Regions from separate parts of the Mus musculus genome. Here regions 1, 3 and 4 are each linked to region 2. Evidence: chromatin contacts called from public HiCAR-type and promoter capture Hi-C data. All regions are on one chromosome and are shown on one strand. The core of a region is the stretch at or near the end of the contact, and the rest is flanking DNA. Distances in the headings are between cores, read along the strand shown. Region 1 holds the start of Lmntd1 (lamin tail domain containing 1). Region 2 overlaps Itpr2 (inositol 1,4,5-triphosphate receptor 2). Region 3 overlaps Gm38475 (a long non-coding RNA gene). Region 4 holds the start of Tuba3b (tubulin, alpha 3B).

Region 1 (5,600 bases), core at 738-3,237, 840 kb before region 2:
AGTCTGAGGTGATGCACGGCTTCTGGTTACGTGCCCTTGAGAGCTGAATGCTTCTGTTAGCCAACCAAAGAAAGCCCACCCCAGTGCTTCAGCTGACAGATGGTTAACAGCTGTGGTGGAGCAGGGGCTATTATGCATGTTGCCCCCACCAACACTTCCCTGAGCAAATTCTAATGGTCTCGTGTTCACCTCGCAGTTTGCTATTGGTGGTGGTTCTGTGTAGCTTTTGATTTTTGAGATCATCTTGTGGTGCAGCCCAGGCTTCCTTCCTCAGCCTTCAGCGTGCGGGAAACATGGGTGTGAGCTGCCACACCTCCACACCTGCTCTAGACAAGCTCTTAAGCTGATGGCCTTGGTCCATTAAAGGGCAGCTGTGAAATCCCACCCAGGTTTTTATGGAAGAGTTCTGTCTAGGGCAATTCTTTATGTTGCTTAGAGGAGGGGGGGGGTCTTATAAAACAGAGGTTGGGAAAATAGTTGATGCTGTGAGTCATTATATTTGGGAAACCTATGGAATTTGTAGTTCTAATGACTTCCCAGATGGTTTTTATTGTACTTACTATTGGGGAGGGAGCTCCTTCCATGACAGAGGTTTGGGACCACATCCCAGTCACAAGGCTTGCAGGCAAGCACTTTTACTTGCCAAGGCGCGAGACACCCACACCTAAGTCATTTTTAAACACTGAGGTATGTATTCCATCCCAAACTGTAAGCCAGACCCCGCTTGCCCCAGTTGGTGTGTTCTTACATCTCTCCATCCTGTACTTTACTGTCTTGCTTATTGATGCTGGTGACACTGGCTAGAGGCTCCGATGCTTCCTTCATCATGGCTGGCAGAGGAGGTGCCTCTTCTCTTCCCTAGGTAAAGAGATCATGGCCTCAGGCAGTGACCACAGCAGAGGCTCAAGGGGGACTTTCTTTTTAAGATGATCTTACCTGCTAATCCAACTGTCTTCAGTTTATCAAATTTTATGATTCCTTTGCTACACTGGTACTAGAAAGACCATTCTCACGAGAAATGTCAGAGTCGACGTATTCAATGCCTCTCTCTATGGGCGAAGAATCTGAGACAAACCACAGAGAGACCATGGCGAGCAGCTCAGCCTTTATGACAACCAACGACCTCGCATCTGGCCACCACTGCCTCTAGAGAACAGGCTCATGTCACCATGGTTACAGAGCTTCCAGCTCTGAACGCTGACTGCTGTAGTGAAGTCTGTAGACCATCAACACTGAGTGCCATACCTCCCTCAGAGGCTGACATGTTCAGTGGTCCATTGTGGGTTTCTGAGGACCTAGGGCAGTACATAAATGTTGGAACCTATCACAACTCATGTTTTCACAACTCTTCTCTCTTCTTTGCTTTCCCCCTCCCTCTAGCAAAGACTATACAGAAAACAACTGGGGCAGGAATGGAAACCATGTAACTTTAAGGCACAAGGCAGTTTGTTAGTGAGGATAACCAAAGCCAATTAATAACTGGAATCCTTCCAGTTATACCAAGATCACAAGTTAGGAAAACTCTCCCTAACTTCATTTCTTCTCTGTGTAGAAGCCCACACTTAATGTTCTATGATAGAAAATGGTGGTGGGAGAGTACAGTCACCAGATATGAAGTTATAGGCATCTATGCATTTGTTACATACATTATGGATGATGAAAGGAATGAATGAACTCATTTAGAAATTATCAGAGAGCATCTACTATGTAACCAACGGTAGCTAGGTGCTACAAATGAGCAATTCTTCCCATGGAAGACAACACACTTTCCGATTTAAATTATAATTGTTAATAAGTTGAAAAAGGACAAGAAGTTGGAAGGCAGTAAACATTTGGCTACACTTTCTCAACCTTGAAGATGAAGCCTGTGCCCTTTGAACACAATAGGCCTACTGGGTAACAATCTCCTTGGGAGACTTATGGGAAGGGCTGAGAATGGATTGATCATTTCCTGATTTCCCCCTTACCCCACCTCCTCCAGTCTGTGTGGGTTCTCAGCTGTTACATGCTCTCATGAGGTCATTATGACCTCATTTGTCTTATCGGAGATTCTATTCATGGTTTCATAGTTCCGAGGAAACTTTTATCAACTGAGAAAAGCTTCTGAAAGCTTTGAATGTGTGACTGCGCCAGCCTTCCCCCTGCAGCAGACTACGTGTGGATGCTTGAGGGACCATTCCCTGTGCAGTGGACTTTACGTGTGGCCACTTCAGTGACCACTTCCTGGGCAGTGGGCTCTGTGTGACTGCTTCAGCATCCACTCCGTCAGTGGACTTTCCTTGCTCCCTTGCCTAAGCTACTGTACTTTTATAACAAAACCAATTTTCCTTCTTTGCTGCCATGGAGACAATGCCAGTGATTTTGAAGCAAGGACAAAATAGAGCACAAGGAGAATTTTGCATGAGAACACAGGGTCAGGAGCCAAGATTTGGGTGTGTATGGGGAGGAGCCAAGATTTGGGTGTGTGTAGGGCTGGCTTTTACTGGACAGGAACCAGAAGTATTAGACTCACTAGGACCTGACATACTCTTTCTTGGCACAAAGCTTTCCCACACAGCACCTGACATGCCAGATAGTCACAGTTGTGGAAAATAAATGACAACTTGAGTCTGAAATCTAGCTTCACAATACATATGAATTCAAAGCTAGCTTTACATTTGTATAATGCAGACCTAAGCTCCCCAGGAAGTAAGCATTGGTTACTGAGAGGGACCATATATGCCTGCTGGGATCTGTTGCTCACCATTTTGAAAAAGGGGATCCACCAGGCTGTAGACAGTTCTCATCACCATTGTTATTCCCTCTAGCTCAGGAAGGACATGGCCAAACAATAGCTGGGAAAACGACGCCCAGCCACTTCTCCAGGCAAATATCTGAGCCTGGGTCCTGTCACCATAAGTAAGATTTGGGTGTGTACAGGGGAGTAGCTACGGTGGGAGAGAGATGGGAGCATGCCTTCTGATAATGCAGAAGCTAACTGACGTGACCTTTGGCCAAAGGCATTGCACCAGGGCTTGGGGCAGGAGTTACGCCCTTTGCTTTGCTTTGAAGGACTTGTTCCCACGCTCATTCCCCAGTTGACTCCTGCCCAGTGTATTCCTGGATCCGAAAGTCTATCCATTTCTAAACAGGATCAACCCTGCTTTTCTTCACCTCTGCTCTAAGATCACCCGTTCTCCCGCTTCTCGGTTATCTCTGACCTTAGCCCCTATGGGAGAAAAAATTCCAGAAGTTTGTATGGGGAATTAAGCCCTTTTAAGAGTAGATAGGGAATAGAAAACACGGAACTGAGTTTTGCTTGTGATACTAGACTTTGGGAGGTAGAAGCAGGAGGGTCACCATGAGTTCAAGGCCAGTTTGGTTTGTACGGAGGGTACTAGGCCAGGCCTACAAAAGAAGACCCTGACTTAAAAACAAAGAAGATGTTTCATATCTTGTGTTTTTTGTCCTAGTGAAGCAAGAATTAAATGTGGGGAAATTCCACTTCTTCTATTTAAAATATTAGGCAAATACTTACATATGCACAATTTTGAAATCATTGATGAGAACAAAGATCTGGGTTCATGTTAAAGTCTTCAGTTGCCACATGTGGAGAGTGTTTGCTCATCAGGGGGTTCATGAAATCATTGTTTGGTTGTTTTGTTTTGTTTGAGACATGGTTTCTCTGTGTGTCCCTGGCCATCTTGGAATTAGCTCTATAGATCAGGGTAGCCTTGAACTCACAGAGATTCACCTACCTCTGGCTCTGCCTCTCAAGTTCTGGGGTTAAAGGCATGTACCACCACTGCCCAGCTAAACTGGCAATATAGTTAGGATGTCTTGTGTGAAGGAGGGCTGTGTACACTGGCTTTCCTTTCCATCTCCAGCAGTGGGTACACATGTGGGCAACATAAACCTGAGGAGTATGGCAAAAAGTATCCCAACACGCCCCCTCTCCTCAGGCTCAGAGCGCGGCATACAGCTTCATATCTGCACACACAGTATGGACTCCCACTGCATGGCATCTTACCAGTCTAAGAAGGTGTGGGTTCCTCTCACTCCTTCATTGTCTACATGGAAGTAACTCAGCCTCAGATGCAGGCGCTGTTTTACCTCAGGCATCATCAATCATGAGGGGCTGCCTGAGAATGACAAAGGAGGCCAGGAGGCCATTTGTTGGGAGATTAAAATTTCAGGTAATTTGCCCAAACCTTGTTCATAGACCCTGGGTTGAAGGAGTAAAACAGGAGTTATCAGAAGCCTGTACCCATGGAGTCAAGCATAGATACAGGAGCAGACAGATCCAAGTCAGCCCCGAATGGAGACACAGGCAGGCAGTGAAGGGGCCACGACCTAGGCGCCTCTCCCTGTCTGCTTCCTGCATAGCTAACTGGTCAGTGGTTGCTACTGCCAATTATTATTCATTATTGATTACAGATGCAGGTGTCCATGATGGGTACAGTCCCCCAAAGAGACCCCATTGCACTAATAAATGAAGCTGTTTCCAGTATTCAGACAAACTATAAACAGATTTCAGTTGGTAAATAGGAAGCTTTACCCTCATTTAAGATGGAGACTAGAAGAAGTGATGAGGACCTTTCAGACTCTTATGTCCTTCGTGAGGAAAGGGCACCTCCAACCTTCACTGTCACAGCAAAGAGATCAGGGATGGGACGGCCTGCCATGCATACAGGAGGACCTGAGTTTGGGTTCCCTACACCCACAGAGAACCCCAGCTTCTTGTTTGGCTGCAGGGATGAGAAGGACCAGCAGGCCTGTCTTACTGTCTCTTCCTGATGTGCTGCTCCGGCACAGCCTGCACGCGTGGCTCTTTTGTAACTGGCTTTGACCCTTCCAATGCTCCAACCACACTGACCTGCACGGTGCCAGTAGATGCCTCTGGCTTCCCAACACCCACGCCTTGATACTGCCGATTCCCACCAATGAACAGTGCCTTTCTCTACCCTCTCGGTTCTACCTCAAAAACAAACAAACAAACAAAACCAACTCTTCATTAACGTCCAGCCTAGCCTTCACATCACAAAACAGAGCAAATGCCTACCTTATAGAGGACTAAATACAATACCTTTAAATGTAGTTCTTGTTTTATTATAAATACTGACGCTATTACCATGTGTCTTTTTCATACATTATTTCTGATTCTCCTGAAGGTAGAAATGACTCATTCCTCTCCCAGGTGTTAGTGGGACACACTGTCTTTTCCACCCTGGCAACATCAGTTTCTGAGGTCTGTCAAGGCTCACTTTCATGACTTCACCTCATCATGGTAGACGCTAAGCTCCCCAAGTCAGAGAACACCTGGGGACTTGTTCCTTCTCACGCCTCCCCAGGGTAGATTCACTGTGTTTACTGAAGGAAGAGCCCCCGTCTCCACTGTGGGAATTACAGCTTTATCATCCACTCACAAATTGCATCTTGGTAGAATAACAAATTAACAAATACTATTATACCTGAAACAACACACTGGGCCACGGTCTGGAGAATTACTGGCACTTCTCAAGGGGAGTTAGCAGGCTCTGAAGGACGGGCAGAGACAGGAAGGAGGCAACATGGTGGCTTAGAAGTAAGGTAGAAAGCTTCATCTCCAGGGAACTGCTTCA
Region 2 (5,391 bases), core at 26-2,525:
TTAGAAAACAACACGCAGAATCCACATATGTACGATAAGGTTGGAATAAAAATGGGGATTTCAACAAACTCCCATCCGGAGGTTTTAACGAATAAGAGAAAAATAAAAAGACCTTTTGCAAGAGGGAAAAAAATGAACAACATTGGTTTTGTTACAGTTTAAGAGGAACCTACCCAAAATCACAGAACTGAACAGCTAATCCCTGTTGACACAGCAGAGTGGACTGAGTCTGGGCTTCAGGGCCTTTGATTTCTACTCACAGCCATTAGCATCGGTCTGACTGCTGAAATCCTGCAGGCAGGAAGCCAGAGGCGGTCAGGAGAGCTGAGCCCAAGTTGGCTGTATTCTGGGTTCTCTGTGAGGCCCCAGGGAAGATAAATGAACCCTCAGCCTCTCTCCCTACACCGACCGACCGCTGCCTTCCTGCAGACTCCAGATCTCCTTCTGAGAGATGCAATCTGAAGTCTCAGCCATATAATAAGGGTGAATTTCTGACTGGTCCCAATTCCACAACTCTCACAAAGAAAGTAAAATCTGCCCAAAGTTTCTAACTTCAGATAACCTTCTAGGTTATCTGAAGAGCCGGAAAGATGGCCCCACAAGGACAAAGGCCCCAAGGGTCTGGCACCCTCCACGGCCCATGTGGATACCTGCATATGCAGATGCACATACACAAACAAAGATAAAATAAAAATCTTTTAAAAAGAAAAGTCCACTTGAACTCATAATTTAATTTTTTCTCACTAATGTTCCTTAAAATTTGCAAATTTCCTTTTTCCTTCATAGACCACGCATTGGGGGAAAATACTGGTTGCTACCTACACAAATTCCCAAAAATAATGTCCAGTATGTTACTTTTGTAGTAGTAGTAGGAATAGTTGTTGTTGTTGTTGCATTAATTGCTGAATCATCATAAAAATATTTTTAAGTGATGTGGGACAAGTTTTTCTAGTGAGGAGGACTGAGTTGCTTCCCTCCACTTCATTATTTGTCCGTATTACATAATACTTAATTTTCTCTCTTCAGGAGCATAATGAGATACAGACAGACAGACAGCAAATGTCCTTGCTGGAATTAGTGTGCACACTCATCAGTTATGTGCAGCCGATCAACATCTGCTTTCTAGTACAGAGCGGCCAAAGCTTCTCTCACGCAGACTCACGGATCCTTCAGAGCAACTGAATTTCAGGCAATGGCATTGCACAGCACGTGACTTGTCTCCAGTGAAGCACAGCGCCAGACACTGCAGGAGTTACATAACCACAGGCTGCTGCTGGCAGAGCCGCCTCAGTGGCTCAGCCGTCCGTGTCTCCTCCAACCACACCCTGCAGCTCTGATATGCAGTGTACACATGTGTTGTCATGTGCCTGGGGACTTTCTTGGCAGTGAACACAAGACACGGTTTCCTGCCTACCAGTAGGGAGAGGTCTTTTTTAAAAGTGATCACACTGTATACAGATCATATCAGGACAGAAGTCACCACAAGCCACAGCAAAAGCAGGTGTCAAATGTACACTGTACAACTCTCCCCCTGCCCTTTCAAATAAACTTTTAGATTGTGGCTACATTGGGATAATTTATTTAAGATGTTATAGTAAGTATAACCAATTGTCAATCATAAGTGTTTCTCCAAATGTGAGCCCCAAGGAACAACTAACTCCAGACACACATGGTTTGTTCCCAGCGCTTGGACAGAACACGCACTATCATGAGATATCATGAGTATATCTAGTTTCCTGGTGATGCTACTCTGTTAACGCTGAGCTCACATGAGTGTGGTGAATGTGACTGAGCATCTACGCACCCCCAGGCCTTCTCTTATGCTAATGCTGGGCCCTAGTGAAAAAGCACTGAATGCCAAATGGACACCTATCCTTTTCTGTATTCGAATTCTCATTCTAAAAAAAAAGTCTATCTACATACAAAGATCCTGAACCCAGGTATAAAGCAATCAATGTGTGCCTGCTATTTTCAAAAACAAGAGCTTGGCAGGCAACCTGCGATGGTATGAACTTGACACATGAAGAGAAAGCAGAGACTACCCACAAACACACAGAAGAAGTGACAAACATGTGTTTTTCAGGATTCCAAGATGCACCTATGTCTTTATTAAATACCAAAGTAATACCGAAGGAAGCGATTTAATATTACAGTAGCTAAAATTAAACAGGGGAAGAGTTGTTTAAAATAACACCAATGACTAGAATTCTGAATAAAACCTGAACTAGATTTAGGTAGAAACAGTTTTGATCTCACCTGGCTTGAATATTTAAAATTATATAGTGAGAATTCAAAGTATCAATGAGAAGAAATGAAAACATTTATATAATTTAAAGGTTTGTACTCAGCTACTCCAAGAGACATCATTTATGGAACAGTGACGCCTACTGGTAACTTGTGATATTGCATCTCAATTGTAGCCCTGCTCTATGGTCTGCCCACTGACATCTAAGGAGGCAGGGAGGCCATATACACAGGTGTTGAAGTTGGAGCAACCAAAATATGTTATAGACACTCAGAAGTATGTCACAAATAATGCTATTAGTTTGTGCAAATAATTTATGCTTAAAAAATGAATCCAGGCCTGACAAGATAGGCAAGTAAGCCTGGTTCAAACCTAAGCTTAATCCAGCCTCACTCACAAAGTTGTCCTCCTCCACAGCACCCACTATAGTAAGTGATTTTCAAAAGATTTCAATGTAAATATTGCTACCAGGAGGTGAGCCATGAAGACAGGGACCAGCAAGAGAGCAGCATCCTCAAGTCCCTATGGCCTGCCCATCACCAAAGCTTTCCAAAGCCCAGGTCTCCACGCCCTCTCTTCTATACCTTCTGTCTGATACATTTTAGTTTGGGTTTTATGACAGACATACAAAGTTATCCTTGATCAGATATATCTCAAATACATCTCAGAAGTTCCGGTCTGGACAGCTACAGTCCTCTTCCACGGACCTCACTGTCTTGGGTATTGCTCACCAACGTCATCACATCAGGTACACCTCAAAGAGTGAGCCAGCTCTCATCAAAACCCCCAAGCCAGTAAGTTCAGGGATGAATTCCACTCTCACAGCCTTGACTATCATACCTTGGGAAGATAGTTTGAACTCTCCAAATCTATACTCCAGGATGACAGAAACAAGCCTCCATACCTCACAAACAGGAAACTCAACACACGGCAAACTGTATCCTGAGCATGGTGTGTGCATACGTTTGCCTGTGCTCCATCCTAGGCAGTGATCCCCATCTTCTAGGATATTTCTCTTTCCGTGACCCTAAGGCCTATAAGACTTACTTCTTAAAATTAGCTCTTCTCATGGGCCTGGAAAAACGGCTCAGTGGTTAACAGCACTGGCTACTCTTGCTCAGGAGCCTGGGTTCAACTCTCAGCTCCCACGGGGTGGCTGGGTACCCTCTGTAACTCCAGTTCCCAGGATGCCATGCCCTCTTTAGGACTCTACAGGTACTGCATACACATGGTACATATACACGCATACAAGCAAGACACCTCTATACATAAAGCAATAAGAATTAAGTCTTCAAAGTGTCATTTCTCTCTCCATTCCTGAGCCATTCATGGGACACAATTTATACCTAGTTAGACCAGTATAACCCTGCCAGACCCAGAACCCAGCTTCTGAGTCCATCGCTGTCAACATTCCTGCTGGGATTCATCATCCATGAATCAGGAGTCTTGGCTCCCATTGCAGTACCAAACAGTCTCCAGCTCCTTGCTCTCCGCCTCATGCAGACTGCTCTGTCCTCTTTCTCATCATAGAATCTACATTCTTCATTGGCTTAGGTGAGTCCAGGACACTTTGTATACATTGCAGTCAAAGAAACGCACGGGGTTCTTAGTCTCATAAAAGTCACTGTCATTGAGGAAACACATAACTACAAGAACAGAAGTGATCCAGAAGGGACATCCTCTGAAACTCGCTAAGACAGACAGTAAGTGAGGAGCTGTGTCTGATAGGCTCACCCTGAGAGGCACTGGATGTGACTCTAAAGAAGCAACCAGGCACACGGACTACAATAGGAACAGCATTCCAGGCAAAAGGAACAGACAATGTAAAAAGCACCAATGAAGAAAGAGAGAGGACATGTGACCACGGGACAGTCACACAGGAGAGAGAGGCTGGGATGCTCGACGGAATGCTGGGCCCTATGGAATCTGGTAAGAAATGTGAATTCCTCTTGACCAGTAACAGAAAACCCTTGTGGGGCACTAAAAGGCACATGACATGAGTTAAGACATGCTGTACAACCTTTACAGAAAGAGCAGACTGACATTCACAAACGTGGGGACAGAGGAATTGGGAGGTCATGTGCCTTGCCTCCTCTCAGTTGCTGACATGAAACTCCACCCGCCAAAAGCCACTTACAGAAGAAATGGTTTATTTCAGCTTCCAGACCACTATCCATCATAGAGGGAAGTCAGAGCAGAAACTCAAGGAGAAGTTTGAGTCACAATCCATCGGGAGAATTCTGATAGATGGCTTGCACCCAGGGTCATGCCTAGGTAGCTTTCTTACATAGCCCAGTATCACCGCCTAGAGAATGGTGCTGCCCACAGTGGGCTGGACCCTCACATCAGCTAATAATCAAGATAGTCATCCATAGATGTGAAAGCTCTCCCTCAGTAATTCAAGTCTGGTGAGTCAAGCCTAACAATAGACGCCAAAAGGCTGCAAAGTTGGCTCAGCCATTAGGAACATTGGCTACTCTCCCATAGAAAACCTGTGTTTGGTTCTCAGCACCCATATCAGTGGCTCACAACCACCTGTGACTCTGGGTCTAGCGCCCTCAACTGTCCTGTGCAGGCATTTGCACTCACAGCACAAACCAACACAGAGAAACACATGCACACATGCACACACATTAATGATAAAATCTAATCTTAAAAAAAAAAAATCTTGGCTGCCCCAAACCAGTGTGGAACATCTGTTCCTGACTAACCAATCTGCTTCCCAGCCCTGTTCCAACATAAATCACCTAGTGGGTGGTACAGTCTTAAATTTGAATTTGGTCTCCACTGGAAGTCACGTGGCATGCATCCTGCACGGGTGTGCAGACTCCTTTTGCCTCCATAGTCAGTGCCTCCTGGTGCCTCCAGACATGGTACCACAGTTCAAAGAAAGCCTTTAGTGTTTGTTTAGTGGTAAGAGAGGTACGTTGTCTCCAGGTATCAAGTTCTGACACATTATTATGCAAGATACCACCGAGCAATGGGATTCTGGGATAGCTCAATTTTGGCATGCAAGGAAGGAGGTCAGATCTCTTTCAATTCAAACATGCGCCTGGAATCACTGATGTTTTAGAGTCTCATGAAAATACTTGCCAATACACAGACCTACCTCTGGGGCTCCACGTGTTGTGTAACAAGGCTGATGC
Region 3 (5,321 bases), core at 2,575-5,074, 680 kb before region 2:
AAATGCAGCCAGAGATTGGGAATGTCATTAGCTGGTGGAGTGCTGGCTGCGCACGCATGAAACCCTGGACTAGGCTCCTAGCACCACATAAAACCATTTGTGGAAGGGCATGCCTACAACCTCATGACTCAGAAGCTAAAGGCTGGAGAATCCAAAGTCCTGCTCATCCTCAGCTACAGAGTGAGTTGGAGGACAGCATAAACTATATAGAGACTCTGTCTCCTAAATCCAAAGTGCAAACTCAATGAATTTCTGAAAAACATTATGACAAATTTGCTTTCAGTTTAGGGAGCACCACCTATATTCCACCTGTTTAGCATCTTACCTCTGACCTCTGACCATGGAGCATGTCAGCAACTGTTTATTGTCATGTAATACACTTCACAAGCCTGCAGCAGCAGCAGGTGCATCCTCACAGGTGCAGCAGCAGGTGCATCCTCACAGGTGCAGCAGCAGGTGTGTCCTCACAGGTGCAGCAGCAAGTATATCATTACAGGTGCAGCAGCAGGTGTGTCCTCACAGGTGCATGGCTTCTGTATCCAGCATCCAGATCAAGTAGCAGGCCAAGAGTGTGTCTAGCACCCAGAAAGGCCCGTTTGTGCCCCACACTAGTCATTACCACCCCAGACACAATCACTCTCCTGCCTTCAGGTCTGGATTGGAATTGTGTAACAGAATCATGCAGGAGTCCTTGCTTGGCTGGTACCATGCTTCCAAGCTTCACTACACTGTTGTGTGCTGTGGGAGTCCATGTGGTCTCACTGTCACGCAGGACTCAATAAGACTGGGATAGGACCTACTCAACCCTTCTAATGTGGACAGGCACATGGGTGGTTTCTTGTTTCTGACTCTTATGAACAGTCCAATACACCTTAATGAAAGTGTGTGTGTGTGTGTGTGTGTGTGTGTGTGTGCGCGCGCACGTGCATGTACACACGTGCACACACATGTTCCTTTGCTATGTCACTGATAGATAATGAAAACTGTTTTTCTGAAACAGATGTTCTTGTGTCCATGTCCACCTGCAGTGCACAGGCGTTTCTGGCTGCTGCGTGTTCTCCATGGTGCCTGCTACTGGTAGTAAACGCTGAAAGTTTAATTTTTATTGTCTATCTCTAGTCCAAACTCAAGTGATATTTTAAAACAATGAGCCTTTATACAACAAGTAATGAAATAATTAATCTTTCTGAAAAAGCTAGATATGCCAAACATGTCCTGACCAAGGGTATTGTTCAAAAGCTGCTAAGCATCTTGGGTTCCCCGTATGGGTGCTGTTGGATGAGCAAGCACTGGGTCATGTGGCAGTCTTCACATGTGAGTCAGAATTAATCTGTGGATTTTAGCTGAAACATCTGATATTGATTTGAAAGATACGAATGTACTCACATCTGGGAAAAGAAGGGCATTTTAAAGGAGAGAGAGTTCAAATAACTTCCCCAGCTATAAGAAACTCAGGTAAAATTTACAGTTATAGTATTTCAAGTTAGGAAGTCTGGATGATGCCCACATGAAAACAGGAGGGCAGAGTTCCTGAACCAAGATACAAATTTGTTGTAACTTATTCCAGAAAGTTCTCAATTGGTTTTGCACTTTGGTTCTGAAAGACTGGGTCTCCATGTAGTTCAGACTGTGCTCAAACTCACTATGTAACGAAGGATGGCCTCAATGGTCCCTAAGACACTCACTGTCTCTATCTTCAATGTCATGAACTCTCCACAACTCCTTAATGGAGGTCCAATGTCATCTATGAATGAAATTCATTTACTCAAAGGTTGTATTTTAGTTACAGAAAATGGCAGTATTTATGACCAATTTATTTTCCTTTTTAAATTTATAAACATCAAGGAATTCCAGTTAGTGTAGAAAGTATTCCTTCCTCAGAGTAGTAGGATCAGAGCTGTGACGTCCCCAAGGTGGTGGGAGCCATCTCTGTTGACACTCAGACAAGCCGGCACCTCTATTCTCTGTTCCACAAGCTTATATCCCTCACTAAATATCTAGACTCGCCCCAAACTTTCCCTTTTCCTGGATATTACTATAAAGATCTTCCTCAAAAAATATTTTTTCTATATTTTTCCATCTATAAATCACCAAACTTCATTTAGTTATGAATTCTTTCATCCAAAAACTACTTGTTGGCACCTGTACAGAAGATTAAAGCTCATGGCAGGAGTTCTAAATGTTATACACATATAGAGTCATGAGCGTATAGACAGGGCCCGCAAGGTGGCTCAGCGGGTACAGGCCACCAAGCTTGATGTGTTGTCATCCCCAGAACCCACTGGCAGGAGAGAGCTGACTCCAATACTTGATTTTCTGACCTCCATACATGCGCCATGGGCATGTGCACAAATAAATAGGGGTAATTGAACAATTAAAATCATCCCTTTAATGTAAAGGGATAAAAAATATTTAAAGTGCTTCACAAAATTTACAAGATAGCCTTTCTTCTACATTTCTGGTCATAACTGCTTTTCTATTAGATGGAATGCACATGGCAGCCCTGACCTCTGAACTCTGAGGGAGTGTGACGATCCAGCCTGTCACTCGAGAAAGCTCCTCTCCTCCCTGTGTTCATATGAAAGGCATGGCATTCAGAGCAAGCCATGAGTTCTTAGTGAAAATGAAATCTGCTTTGCATTAATTGTTTCACAATGTCCAGTAAAATGGTATGCATGGAGTTATATAATTATAACCATGTGATTATTTGTATTTAAACCCTAAAATTAACTCCATTACAATCTTTTCAATTTTATTTCCTCACAAAGTACAGATGACTATCATTAAATAACTTCATTCATGGCATGATTTCTTAGCTCTGAGGATAAATAAGGCTATGTGGCCAAGGCCACAAGAACTCAAGTTTGTCTGGGACCTTAATCACCATGCTTTCCCAAAGAAGAGGGCCTGGGAAGGGAGAGGGGCCATGCTGTCCATGAGAGTGATCCACCACCAACAGAATGCAGTTCTCCATCTCTGCTTCAATCACTGACCACAGGAAGCTCCTCAGTAAATTACAGCCATTTGGAGTCATTTTTCTGATCACATTACCACAAGAGGATTTTTTTTTCTTTTAGCTCATCATTTCAGAAACACTCCTTAGAAATGGCAGCACTGATAAAAGCATGGTGCTAGGTCTTAGCAGTGAGGATTTCGCTCTGTAAGTGCAAAGTCAAAACTGTGGACAGAGTCAGGCGTTGCCGTCCACATACATACATTCTGCACCAGTTAGTTGTTGTCAACTTGACACAAACCTAAATATATCTAGGAAGAAGGAATCTCAACTGAGGAACTGTCTCCATCAGACTGTCCTGTGAGCATGTCTATGGGACATTTTCTTGATTAATGGTTGATGTGGGTGGTCCCATCCCATGGCAAATGGTCCTGGGTTGTATAAGGAAGGAGGTTGAGCAAGCCACCGGGAACGAACCAGTAGGCAGCACTGTCCCGTGACGGTTCCTGAGTCTGCTCCTGCTTGCGCTCCTGCCTGACCTCCCTCAGTGATAGACTGTGGTCAGGACCTGGAAGTCAAGTAAACCCTTTCCTCCCCCAGGCTGCTTTGGCTGCGGTGTTTATCCCAGCAACAGAAGCAAACGAAGGCACCTGCAATCCCAGTGCTTGGAAGGTAGAAGCAGGACGGTCAGGAGTTCAAAGCCAGCCTCAGCTACGTAGCAAATTGGAGGCCTACCTGGGCAGAAAGAGACTCTGTCTCAAACAAACAAACCAATGAAGAGGAAGGTGGCAGCCTAAATTGTGAGGCTGAGCTGGGAACCAGCTCCTTGGCAGGCAGGCAGGAAGACCCATCTGTGTTTCAGAAAAACAAGCATTTTATATGCAAAATGCAAGCAATAAATCACATAGACTGAGGGAAGGACACCATTTGGCACACACTCCATCCCAGACCTAACACGGAGTCTCCATAACTCAGTTCTAATACAACACCCTGCGAGGACCCCTGTAAGAGCCACCTCTGAGATAGGCACAGCAAGGAGGAGGAAGAGCCCTGGAGACCTTCCATCCTGAGAGAAAACCAGACTGACAGGAGGAAGGAGAGAGCTACCTTTTGTTGTTTAAGGTTCCAGGGAAATGACTGATTACAAGACATCTCAGTCTGTTGGACTAGGGTGGACACTGGGTCCGCTTTGAAGCACAACTGGCCCCATCCTGAGAGCTCTTTCACCTCTGCAGGCTGTTGGTCAGGGTCACGGTGTAGGTTAGGGGATGTTTTGTTTTTCTAGATGAGGAATGAAGCTGTAGTGCCCACCTCCCCAGAAAATTAGGAAAAACATAAATGAAAAAGCCAACGGAATATGGAAACGTCCCAGCATGCCTTTCTCTGAAGTTAATCTTCTAGCTTTACAGACCAAATCAATTCTACCCCTGTTGATCTGGGAGACTGCTCCAGTAGATCAAAGGACCTAATCCCCTTTTTTCCCTAGGAAAACACATTGTTTCAATCTGTTCTTCTCTCTGGCTTTGGTTGTAAGACTTCCCCTAACTGGCAACAGTAGTTGTATTTGTGTGAGTGACCCAACCAGATTACATGTTTGCTTTGTGGGTTTCAACATGATATGCAGATAATGACTGCTGTGCACTAACCCTTAAAATGGTCTATTTCTTAGAAGAGGTTGGCTAAAATTCATAAAACATATACCTAACATCATGTAATTTCTCAGGCATTTAACCCTACAGTTATGTATGAAGAATTGTTTTGCCAGGAAAAAGTTAGCCTTACATTCTCTAAATGACCCTCATGCCTTTGCGGTAGTGTCCCCTAGATTAGTGTTTCCTGGAAAGAAAAGAGATGGGTCGATCTCTTCAGGAATGCTTTCCTCCCAGTCATTAGGATTGATAGAATTGAAAGATGGAATTCGGTAGGGAACTGTGTGGCAGAGTTCCCTATCTCTGGGAGAGGCTCACTAAGCCCAAACTGTGGGCGCGGTCTGCCCTCTGTCCCTCATGCACTGCCAGCCAGCTGGGGCCACTCCAGGAGTGAGTGGTCTGTCAGCCCCAGGTTTGCTGAGAAAGCTCAGGACTGAGGTATGGGCCCCCAGGGAGGAGCATCACTGGACTCTACAAGGCGTAACTTCTTACTTCCCATTTTACGGCTGTATTTGCTGCTGGCAAGCTGATTAGAAAACCCTCCTCCACAAGCAGTCCTTACCAACACTGCAGGCCACTGGTCTCCTGGAATTGTCCTAGCTAGACTCTCTCTAGACAGACACTCTATCTAGAATCTCTCTAATGGCTTCTTAACAATTCTAGGACCTGGTCTTAGCAGTCCTCGCTGTAACACACACTGCTCTGCAAGTGCCAAAGGC
Region 4 (5,392 bases), core at 92-2,591, 660 kb before region 2:
CAAGACATGTGGGAACAGGGGTGCCTATGACCAGGAACATGGTTAAGATGGTAAAGTACTCACCTGCCATCCAAGATACATGGGGTTTGATTCCCAATACCGTATATACAGAGCTTAGTTACATAGGTTCATATCACCCGCACTTTGGAGGTAGAGGCTAGAGAATCAAAGTCTTAGGCTGTTCTGGACGGCACAAGTTCAAGGCAGGTTGGGATAGATCTGACTCAAGAAATAAATAATTTCTTTTTAATCTGAAGCTATGGCTTCTCCATCAGGCCAGACTGTACCCCCCAAGCTGTGCGCTAAAACAAACACTCTCTTCCATAAAAAAGAAAAAAATCAACAAGGTATGGTGGTACATCTCTGCAGTCCCAGCTACTCAGGAGGCCAGAGGAGTGACCACAATTTGAGCCTAGAAGTTCCCAACTTAATGGAATCACACACACTAAAAGAATAATTGTATTACCAGTAAGAAAACTAAATCTCAGCAAGGTGGTTTTAAAAATCTTGTTTGATCCTAGTTACATAAAAAAATCATAAATGTATACACACAGGGATGAAGGACAGCCAGTATTTCTCTCTAGCTTGTAAAATTTCCATTTTACTATTTGAAAGTTCAAATCCATTCTTGGTTACAGGGAGAGTCAAGTCCAGGGTGGGATACAGAAGTTTATGCCAATAAAATAAAATAAAATAAAATAAAATAAAATAAAATAAAATGGCACAACATGCTATATAGCCTTCAATTCAATTATGTGCATTTGGATATCCTGAGGAAGGAAGGTATGTCCACTGATCCCCACCAGGCACAGTGCATACCTATAGTCCCAGCACTGATGCAAGCTAAGACAAGAGTTCACCTTACATCATCCCGAGCCAGCCAGAGCTACATACCCCAACCCAGATGACTGTTCAGGAAGACTCTCAAACGGATGCTGGCTTCCCAGGATGTACATAACTGGTGCCCAGAAACTCGTGTCTTTGGAAGAAGGGCCATCTGCCTTTCTCTTAGGTCTGGCCAGAGATCTTCTCTGCACCAGGTAATACGAGGCGAGGTGAGACATGGCAGGATGGTGGGGGGAGTGCACAGCCGCAAAGCCCTCCCCAGGTCACGCATGCGCAGACCAGGGAAGCTTGAGCACCCCACTTGTCCTGCGCAAAGCCGGATGTCAGGGATGCGCAGACCTCCAGTCTCCCGATCCTAAGTTCTCTCCCCTCCAGCCACTCCAGAGCCTTCCCGCCAAATTTACATCCAATCAGAAAGTACCACCGCTTCAAATTGAGCCACATCCAATCGCAAAAAGGACGTGGCGCCTAAGCCTGCCCCCGAGACGCTCTGGACTAATGAGCATCCAGGGAGAAAGCGTTAAGTACCCGGAGCATCCAGCCTGGACCGTTGGGCGCACGAGCGGCGGTTGAGGAGCAGCTCTGAGGATCGGCTGAGGTGCTCTGCTAGGAGTTCAGCATGGTGAGAACAGCCCGAACCGGGGTGGGACCCACGGGAGGGAGAACGCCATCTCCTCAGAGTCTGGGGTCCTGTGAGGGTGAGCAAGCGAAGCGGCTGGGAGCCCGCTTCTCCTCTCCCAGGTCCCCGGCAGGGGGTGGGGTGGGATGGGGGTGTTAGGTCTCAGAGCCTGGCATCTCCTCATGGCCCAAACTCTCTCAAGAGGGAGATGCACCTTGGGGTGCAGAACCTGCCTGGAGTCCCAGCCCAACAGCACCTGACAAAAGAGGCACAAGAGTTCCAGCCTTAGCCTCGTCCGATTCCAGTCTCGAGAGTGCCGAGATGGGTTTTTGGAAAGGGAACTTTTGTGTTTTCTGATGCCAGTGCCCTTGACTGAGAAAACAATCAATCGCCTGGGTTCCAGAAGATTCTAGAAGCTACCAAGCTTTCTGGCCTAATGCTCACCATAGGAAAGTGAAAGTGAAAGTGACCGAGCCCAGACAGCTTCAGTTTGGAAATTTAAGAGTCTCTCACGGCCTTTGCTGGTCCCTAGCTTACTGTGCAGGGGGAAATCCTCCAGACTCTGATAGTCCTGCCCTCTGCCTTCTCTGTCAGAATCACAGATGTTGGCCACCAAACTTCCCAAAGAAGTTTTTGTATTTTGTGCCTGCAGCTCCTTGTCATGTTAGGTGGTTTATAAGTGGAATCATTTGTGCCCTTTAGAAGGTATATGAGCTATGGTGTGGCATGCCACAGTCCCAAACACTATGCAGGCAGAGGTAGGGAACTTGGATGCCCAAGACTAATCTGAGGTAGTGAATTTGAGACCAGCACAGGCTACAAGACCTTAAGGGGGAAAACATAAAACTGAGAACCTTTCTTAAGTTTTTGGTTTGTTTTAAAATGTGTAGGTGTGTCTTTGGGAAGTGTGTGTTCATGACTGCCATTTCCCAGAGAAGCCAGAGAGGGCAGTGACTATCCAGAGGCTGCAGTCATGGGCAGTCCCTGAAAGAGGAGAACTTAACAAACAAACCATCTCTCCTGCCCTAGGCAGGGAACTTTTTAAAATATCTATATTCACTCAAAAGGAACACATGCTAACAAATACCAAATGAGATCTAGGTCTAAACAGCCGGAATGTGTTTGTTTTTTTTGACAGGGTCTCATGGTAAACTCAAACTTGTCTCCCTGCCTTAGCCTCATAATTGAGCTAGTTCCTGTCTTGTATCACCACACCTGGCTTGATCATTATTTTTTCATTAAGAAATGTATTGAGAAGGCACTTCAGCCCCCATCCTTTTGTTCTTATGGTGAAATCCTTGCCGTGCATGGAATTTGGCAACATATTCTAACTTGATTTCTGTTGCTGGGATAAAAACACCAGAGCGACTTTTAGGAGGAAGGGGTTTATTTGACTTCCAGGCTATGTAGTCTGCCAGTGGAAACCCATGCAGGAATGAAGGCAAATTATCTCTGTGAGTTCAAGTCAGCCAGGGAAACATAGTGAGACCTTATCTTAAAACAAAAAAGAGAAAGAAAAGTGGCAGGAAACTAGAACGCAAGATTTTCTAGATGGGCAGATAAAAAACACAGTGACTACCCAGGCTAGGGCTGGGTACCCTGGGACCTATTCTGTCTTTTTTATTAGAGTATATCTTATCCTTTAGACAGGCCACTATTAAAACCACATAGATTATTTTCCAGAGAATTACTGTGACTGTCCATGATGAGCTAATTGTCGACATTGTATGGTGTGCAAGTCTTAAACTTTAATATTTTGAAAAGTGGCAAACATTTATACTCTGGGGTGAACTCCTACTGAAGAGTATGGTTAGCCTCATGTGATGGCTTACATTTCTAATTCTAGAACTTGAGAGGCTGGGGCAAGAGGATTATCACTAGAGAGTTCAGAGCGGAACAAGCTGCTCTCTCTCTCGTGTGTGTGTATGTGTTGAGATATGGTTGGACTTGAATGTACTTACTCTTTCCTTCTGAGAACTGGAATTCCATAATCCTGCACAACCATACCTAGTGGAAGTCAGTTTTAACAGAGATAAAAGGAGTGCCTGAGCATTCTTGGAAATAAAGTTTGAAAATAGACACCAAGGTACTACTCAAAATTGTATAGGTGTGTCATGCAGTTTCATGTTTCTGTTCTGGTTTCCAGCGTGAGTGTATCTCTATCCACGTGGGGCAGGCAGGTGTCCAGATTGGCAATGCCTGCTGGGAGCTGTACTGCCTTGAACATGGTATTCAGCCTGACGGTCAGATGCCAAGCGACAAAACCATTGGCGGCGGGGACGACTCATTCAACACATTCTTCAGTGAGACTGGAGCCGGCAAGCACGTGCCCAGGGCAGTGTTTGTGGACCTGGAGCCCACTGTGGTCGGTAGGTGCTTGGGGCCTGAGTGGAGGCTTTCCTGGGAAACTGGGGTGTCTCGGAAAAGCCCACCGAGACCTGTGCAGAGTAGACAGGATGTACATATACATAGTATGTAGAATTGTGACTTTGTTGGGTGAGAAAATTAAAGTTGTATGAGCTGTATGATATGTGTACTCTTAGTGATATATATTTCCTAGGAGAAACTGTTGACATTTGTGCTTAATGGAATTGAACAGTCCTTGCCTGAAATACTCACACTACGTATGGTCTTTCTCTCTCTAGATGAAGTACGCACCGGAACCTACCGGCAGCTTTTCCACCCAGAGCAGCTCATCACTGGGAAGGAAGATGCAGCCAACAATTATGCCAGAGGTCATTATACCATTGGCAAGGAGATTGTTGACCTGGTCCTGGACCGGATCCGAAAACTGGTAAGAGGGTTGTAGAAGAGGCTTCATATGATGGTTGTCCCGGTCAAGGGGGTCACAGGTAGTGGGGGAGTTATTTTGGCAAAAAGGTTAGAATCAAGAATCTATCATGAGTACCAAAATATTTTACTAGTCTCCACTGAGATGCATCTACAGGTCTTCATTGTATTCAAACCCAGTGCGGCGTCTGTATGGTAGACGATCTGAATTTGCATCAGTTTGTAGAAGTGGAAGTCCTGCATGTGGGGTGGAAGTCGGGATGTGGCTTTGTAGGCACTAGCTTATGTACTCTGGTTTTACCACAGGCCGATCTGTGCACGGGACTGCAGGGCTTCCTCATCTTCCACAGCTTTGGAGGTGGCACAGGGTCTGGGTTTGCATCGCTGCTGATGGAGCGGCTTTCAGTGGACTATGGCAAGAAGTCCAAGCTGGAGTTTGCCATCTACCCAGCCCCCCAGGTTTCTACAGCGGTCGTGGAGCCTTACAACTCCATCCTGACCACGCACACCACCCTGGAGCATTCCGACTGTGCTTTCATGGTGGATAACGAAGCCATCTACGACATCTGCCGGCGCAACCTGGATATTGAACGTCCCACATACACCAACCTCAACCGTCTGATTGGGCAGATTGTGTCATCCATCACAGCCTCCCTAAGGTTCGATGGCGCCCTGAATGTGGACTTAACAGAATTCCAGACCAACCTGGTGCCATACCCTCGCATCCACTTCCCACTGGCGACCTATGCCCCAGTCATCTCTGCTGAGAAGGCATACCATGAGCAGCTGTCAGTAGCAGAGATCACCAATGCTTGCTTCGAGCCAGCCAATCAGATGGTCAAGTGTGACCCTCGCCATGGCAAATACATGGCCTGCTGCATGTTGTACCGGGGGGATGTGGTTCCCAAAGATGTCAATGCGGCTATTGCCACCATCAAGACCAAGCGCACCATCCAGTTTGTAGATTGGTGCCCGACTGGATTTAAGGTAGGACTGGGTGCTATGACAGTTATGTCTGCCAGTAACCATAGGTTCTGCCTCAGGGTCATAGCTTTGGGCAAGCTCATGGCCCTTGCCATGTCAGGCTCCAAAGAAGGCATGAATAGTAATTAGGTTGCTAAGTGACTTTATGCTTCT

Evidence for each region. Promoter capture Hi-C pulls out the DNA fragments that hold promoters and counts their contacts. HiCAR-type assays count read pairs that join an accessible place to other places.
Region 1: a contact with region 2 is called in a HiCAR-type map of fibro-adipogenic progenitors, with 5 times the contacts expected there. The contact joins the promoter of Lmntd1 here to the enhancer-like site in region 2. A contact is called at or near these places in 16 of 484 Hi-C or Micro-C datasets (the AML12 cell line, B cells, the HL-1 cell line and 11 more), 4 of 115 datasets of contacts at active chromatin or transcription factors (embryonic forebrain, fibro-adipogenic progenitors, heart atrium and 1 more) and 1 of 9 other capture datasets (macrophages).
Region 3: a promoter capture Hi-C map of hippocampal neurons shows a contact between it and region 2, with 2.4 times the contacts expected there. The contact joins two enhancer-like sites. A contact is called at or near these places in 1 of 39 promoter capture datasets (hippocampal neurons) and 1 of 115 datasets of contacts at active chromatin or transcription factors (pancreatic cancer cells).
Region 4: a contact with region 2 is called in a promoter capture Hi-C map of hippocampal neurons, with 3 times the contacts expected there. The contact joins the promoter of Tuba3b here to the enhancer-like site in region 2. A contact is called at or near these places in 9 of 39 promoter capture datasets (the 3T3-L1 cell line, cranial neural crest, embryonic stem cells and 4 more), 1 of 115 datasets of contacts at active chromatin or transcription factors (large pre-B cells) and 3 of 9 other capture datasets (adipose tissue, embryonic stem cells and liver).

The regions. Positions count from the first base shown.
Region 1 is chr6:145,432,938-145,438,537 of GRCm38.p6, forward strand. It overlaps Lmntd1 (lamin tail domain containing 1), which reads right to left and starts at 1,988. Exons shown (of 10, transcript NM_028742.2): 1 at 1,968-1,988; 2 at 937-1,064; 3 at 749-858. The coding sequence starts at 828.
Region 2 is chr6:146,270,051-146,275,441 of GRCm38.p6, forward strand. The region is part of intron 37 of Itpr2 (inositol 1,4,5-triphosphate receptor 2); the gene reads right to left. Among named protein-coding and RNA genes, the nearest start is that of Gm35596, 53 kb to the left of the region's middle. Within about 2 kb of position 1,276, at least 182 of the 459 cell types and tissues checked have an H3K27ac peak or open chromatin away from gene starts, as enhancers often do. A contact at or near this core is called in the AML12 cell line, B cells, adipose tissue and 10 more, where this site is marked.
Region 3 is chr6:145,587,262-145,592,582 of GRCm38.p6, forward strand. The region is part of intron 1 of Gm38475 (a long non-coding RNA gene); the gene reads right to left. Among named protein-coding and RNA genes, the nearest start is that of Gm38475, 24 kb to the right of the region's middle. Within about 2 kb of position 3,825, at least 31 of the 459 cell types and tissues checked have an H3K27ac peak or open chromatin away from gene starts, as enhancers often do. A contact at or near this core is called in hippocampal neurons, where this site is marked.
Region 4 is chr6:145,614,622-145,620,013 of GRCm38.p6, forward strand. Tuba3b (tubulin, alpha 3B) reads left to right here and starts at 1,342. Exons shown (of 5, transcript NM_009449.3): 1 at 1,342-1,468; 2 at 3,612-3,834; 3 at 4,111-4,259; 4 at 4,562-5,242. The coding sequence starts at 1,466.